2 separate regions of the Gossypium hirsutum genome follow, and region 1 is linked to region 2. A link is a contact called in public Hi-C data. All regions are on one chromosome and are shown on one strand. Each heading gives the region's core, a stretch centred on a gene start, on an enhancer-like site or on the middle of the called end of the contact. The rest is flanking DNA. Distances are from core to core; before and after follow the strand shown. Region 1 holds the start of LOC107927596. Region 2 holds the start of LOC107927609 (protein TIC 22-like, chloroplastic).

Region 1 (2,843 bases), core at 292-2,791, 190 kb before region 2:
CCGAATTGAAATCAAGTCAAAATCATGGGGCCAAAATTTAAATTTTAAAAATACTCGATTGCAAAACCATGAAAAAGCGGAAGGGCCAAAAGGACAAATAACCCTTCCGCTAAAAACACGCAGATCCTAGGCTGGATGGGTTGGGTCAGATCAAGTCAGGGCAAAACAACGCTATTTTGGGGTTTAAGGACTCAGGCCAAAACGACGCCGTTTTAGCCTTTTATTTAAGTCACATTTTTGCCAAAAAAAATCTATCTTTTTTTTTTAAACTTCAAAAACCTCTGAACTCTCTCCTCCCCTCAAAATATCCGGCCATGGCACTGGCGCCGGACCACCGTCGTGGGCTCCGTCGCTGGCGACCGTTGTACACAGTGGTCGAAGCCCAAAAATGCCCCTTTTTCCAGGAGATTCAAAATGGGTGAGTCTTCCCTCTTTTTCTATTATCCTTTATATATATAAATAAATTCGGAAAAAAAAGAAAAATAAAGGAAACAAAAAAACCTTAGTGCTTTTTAATGCTATTTTTTCTCTCCGATCTTCCTTTGACGTTTGCTATTCGTATGTTTTTTTTATTGCTTTTTTGTAAAAAAAATGAATATTTGTGGCTTTTTATAGCCATATTTACAATTGTTTATTTCCTCTACTCGTTGCAGGTATGGTGAACGTGGATGGCGTGATGCGTGGGCGCATGGTGGAAAACGTGGGTGGTGGAGGTGTGGGTAGTGGCGGCTGAAGAGGGAAGCGGCGGCTAGGGCCAGGTTTTTCTTTTTTTGCTGAAAAACTAGTTTAGTTTTGGGCTATTTGGGATCTGGGGTTAAGTTTATTTTGAGCTTGTAATTGGACTTGTTGTTTTTGTAATTTTGGACCTTTATTATGTGGACTGTTTGGGTTTTATTTATTTATTGGGCAGGCAGAATTGGCCTGCTACACTCTTATATTTTAAATTTTCGCTTTTGTTAGCATCATTAAATTTAATTAGTTAAAATTTATTTGTTGTCGTGTGCATATTAGAAGTCGCTTTGGAAATTGTTTTGCATATTTCTAATGTGACTTTTAACATGCGCATAGTAAGGAAAAAATTTCGTATGCTGAAATTGTAATTATAATTCATATTGGAATTGGAATTGGAATGATTTTAGTGTAAATTTGAAACAAAATGTAATTTAATATTGTGTATATTATAAATTGGAATGATTTCAATGTAAGTATGATACGTTATAATTTTTTATTCTTTATTGAAACAATGTCATTTTTATGTATGATTAATTGTATAATAAAATTGATTTTTGATAATTTTCGTGTAATTATGATTCATATTAGAATTGTAATATATAATTTAAACAATGTATTTTGTAAATATAAATTAATACAATATAAATGTATAAAAATATTTTTTTACCTTTTTTTTCAATGAAAAGACTGATATTATTAACACACGGTTCGAAGTGCCAGGTGGTTACATCAAAATAAAGCAGAAAAGACAAATACCACTGGAGCAAGTAAAATAATAAAAGCAAACGGCAAGAAAAACAAAAAAGAAACAGACCAAAAGTCCAAAGCCATAAATGCGCACATAGAAACGTTCTAAAAAACCACAAAAGCAAAAAAACAAAACCCACTCTGGCCTTCAAACAAAAAAGAGAGCACCCACAAATACCAGCTAAAAACAGCTTCCTTCTCATTGTAAAAGACGATTCAGATGTGAGAGGAAAACCCAAGTGCTTTGAAACCAGTCATGGAGATTCAGAGAACCTTCTCCAGTACAAAGCAAACTATGACAGTCTTTGATTCGTCTGCATCCAGCTCCTCCAATCCCTTTCCACAAACCGCATTACTGAAGCCGGAACTCCATCAACCCCAAACCCAGATCTTTGGCTTCTTTGCCCTTCCGCTGCCATGGTATGGGCTGCATCATTTATAGAACGAAGAATAAAAAGGTAAACTACCTTTCTGAAATAATGTTCTAAATCTCGAATGTGATGGATAATAGGTCTGAGGATCGATTTATCTTCCACCCTTGCTTGCAGCTTTTTGATAACTGTCAAAGAATCCCCTTCTACGACCAGGCACCAGAAACCCATCATTCGCGTGAACAGTAACGACTTTTCACATGCCCGTGCTTCAGCAATGAATGCATCGAACGCATCAGCAACATCCTCTATCAGATAAGTTTCGGCTCCTCTAATTTCACCTCTAGAATCTCTCGCTAAAACTGCTATTATAGAAGTTCTAGAATCTCTTTGAAAGGTAGCGTCAAAATTTAATCTTGATGAAACCCAAAACTGGAGGCCTCCAATACCCTTTTCTTAGAAAACCATCAGAACCACCGAGTTTCTCTTTGCAAAGATTTACTTCCTGAACATAACCATGAATAAACCTAAGCACTTCCTGCAGAGAAAATTTGGCATCTTCATGAATCAATTGATTTCTCCTATACCACATGGTCCAAATAGAAATTGAAATAATTTGTTTGCTTTGATCATCTGCTGCAATAAAAGTTTTGACAAAGTGAATCTTGTAATTGGAGGTGTTATCAACATGAGCAGTTTTAATTTGAAGGGAAGCTCATACACCCTGAAGAAGACTACAAGACCACAACAGATGATCCGTGTCTTTTGACGCTTCCTTGCAAAGAGGACAGACATAATCATTCCTTAACTTTCTTAACAATAAATTACTGTAGTGAGGCAAATAATTGTTAAGCAATCTCCAGATATGTATTTTTATTTTCTCCGGGATGTTAACAGACCGCAAAGACTTGTAAAAAATCTTGTAGATATCAGCAGTAGAGTTGATGTAGTTGATGTTCTGTAAGTAGTTAGTAGTAAGAATTCTATAACCAC
Region 2 (2,700 bases), core at 81-2,580:
GTTCCTTATTCTGAATCAAGAGTGAAGTTAGAAATTTTGTTTAAGGAGATTGAGGTAATATTATAAAATTTGGGGAGGGAGATAAATATAAAATTTTTGTATTGAAGTTTTCAAAAAAGGCTAAAATTATGGTTTTTCCATTAAATCAAATGTTAAGAAGAACTAAATTGTTTTTTTTTTAATTTTGGGAGGGATTATAAAGGTAATTTTCTTTTGAGTTAAGAGGGAGGGGGGAAAGGCCCCTTCCTACCCCTTTGGCTACGCCTCTGCTATGAATTAAGCATCGAAGAGCGTCTTGAAGTATAAATTTGGACACCCTTATAGTTACCCTATGTCTTGCAAGCCTTCCATCATCCTTGGGGTGTGAAAAATCCTTATAGTCCATTATCAACTTAAAGTGACTAAAACAATATGTTTAGTTAAACTAAATATTTTACTTAGAATGTGATGATATTTTTTAAAATTATGGAATGAAATGAAATAAAAAACTTATTAATTTTAATATTTTTAATAACATTTATAATTAAAAAGTTATTTTATTATTGACAAACATGTAATTTAATTTATTTATTTTAAAATATCATTAGTTTATTTAAAAATAATAATGCATTTATCTCAAAATAATATATGATTAAAATTAAAATAAGTTTTAAACATTTGGTTTGTATTCAAATAATTCAATAGTATTTAAAAATAATTTAAAATTTGATTTTGATTTTATAATTATGAAAAAATAGTAATATTGTCCCAAAAGTAAATTTTTTACTTTATTTTTCGAATGACCATGCTTCAAAAAATGGCAATATACTTTATCACCATTATTGAAAAGGATGATATTGTTATAATTGAAGAAAAAGTAATTCATAGTATTAGATAGATTGAGTAATTAATCAATACAATTGAGTTTGTGGGTAGCAAATATAACCAACTTTCCTTGATAACAGCTATCTCTAATTTCTATTTCAAAATAATTAGAGAATAAGCAGGCTTGGCCCATAAGTTGGTTGGGTCCTCGATGCTCTACTTCACAGACTTAGTGCTCATTTTATGTTTCCATAAATTTTGATACCAATTGTTAACGCACTCAAAACTTTTTTGTATTTGGGCTTGGTTTAAGTTCGACTTTTTTCCTTGCTTTGGGTCAAAATTTTGGGCCCAAACATGAAAAATCAATCGTGCGATTCGTAATTTAACTGAATTAACGACTAACTTATCCCACCCGATTAATCACGAGTTAAATAGTGATTCAAGCAAGATGATGATATGAGGTGTTGAAGAGTTTATTATTAATAGATATTAATTTGGATCGAGGGTTAAAAATTTTGTTCTAAAGGTCCAACCCACCCGTCCGGCCCATATTTCTAAATTCTCGCTTGTCGCCGGCAAATGAATGTTTTTTCTATTTCCCTCCTTTCGGTCGCTCCCTACTCATCCCCGAAACTGATTCCAACTACAAAAGCTCACTGTTTTCTCCGATATTATCCTAAATTTTCCCGTGAACCAAAAAGGAAAGAATGATGAACCCCCCTAGCAACTCCAAAACCCCCAAAAATTTCTCGCCATTCAAACAAACCCCTCCTCTCCAAGACCTCCAGCAAGCCTTCTCGAACATCCAGACCCACTGCTCTTCTCTCTTCCGACAAACTCAAAATCAGTTAATGGACGCTTTTAACTCCACCTTTTCTCACTTTAATCCGCCTTCTTTTTCTCCAAAAGGGCCGGTTTTTGCTCGAATTGCTGATTCTAGCAAGACCCAGATTGCTTTGAGTAAAAAAAACGGTGATGCCATGCCGGCAGAGAAATTAGAAGAGAGATTGGCTGGGGTTCCGGTCTATGCCTTGAGTAACTCAGAGGAGGAATTCGTGTTGGTTTCGGGTGTTTCGACGAAAAAATCACTTGGGTTGTTGTGTTTCAAGAAGGAGGACGCTGAGGCTCTTTTGGAACAGATGAAGAATATGGATCCTGGCATGCGAAAAGGAGGTTCTAAAGTGGTTGCTGTTGCTCTTAACAAGGTTATTTTCTTTCCTTCTTTCTTTCTATTTGGATTTTTCAAAATGCGTTTGATAGATTGAATTTGTGTAGAAAATGTACAAAGTTTTATGGACTATGGAGTCCATTAAGAGGCTAATGTCTGTTTCCCACTTGTGTTTGCCATTTTCTTAGATATAAAAGATAAAATAACAGATTTGAAAATGTTTTAGCTTCAGCTGTTTGTTCTTGTAGTGACATAGGATTGAGCTTTTTACTTTCTAATATTTCTTTTTAGCAACATTTTGAGCAAGGAAATAGTAAGCCGCAAAAGCAAAAGACGAAATCGAGCCTGTTATTAGATTGTTAACTTACCGTGCCTTTAAATCTTAACTAATTTGGTTTTTTTTTTTCATTGTGTAATTAATTGTTTGTTTGGTTTATATGAATGAGATAAATGTTGGAGGAGTCATGCTTGGATATGGGGGTTTTGCAGGTTGTCCAGCTGCAGGTTGCTGGTGTGGCACTTAGGCTGGTACCAGAGTCCACTCAGATCAAGAATGCACTTAGAGTGAGTAGTTTGTTATAAAATGAGCTAATTTGTCTGTGAGTCTTTGTGTTATGTGGATAGAATGAATTTTATGCTCTCTATTTTGGGTTCTTATAAGTTTCAAGATTGATGTAGGAATCCTATAACTTTTTATTGTTCTTTCTTTCATGCAAAAGATATGA

What was found. Hi-C and Micro-C count contacts between places; a contact is called where the count stands out from the background.
Region 1: a Hi-C map of leaf shows a contact between it and region 2, with 2.7 times the contacts expected there. The contact joins the promoter of LOC107927596 here to the promoter of LOC107927609 in region 2. A contact is called at or near these places in 9 of 34 Hi-C or Micro-C datasets (hypocotyl, leaf and petal).

What each region holds. Positions count from the first base shown.
Region 1 is chrA10:73,552,958-73,555,800 of Gossypium_hirsutum_v2.1, reverse strand. LOC107927596 reads left to right here and starts at 1,541. Exons shown (of 4, transcript XM_041079329.1): 1 at 1,541-1,937; 2 at 2,028-2,165. The coding sequence starts at 1,897.
Region 2 is chrA10:73,359,375-73,362,074 of Gossypium_hirsutum_v2.1, reverse strand. It overlaps LOC107927609 (protein TIC 22-like, chloroplastic), which reads left to right and starts at 1,330. Exons shown (of 8, transcript XM_041079327.1): 1 at 1,330-2,012; 2 at 2,465-2,539. The coding sequence starts at 1,515.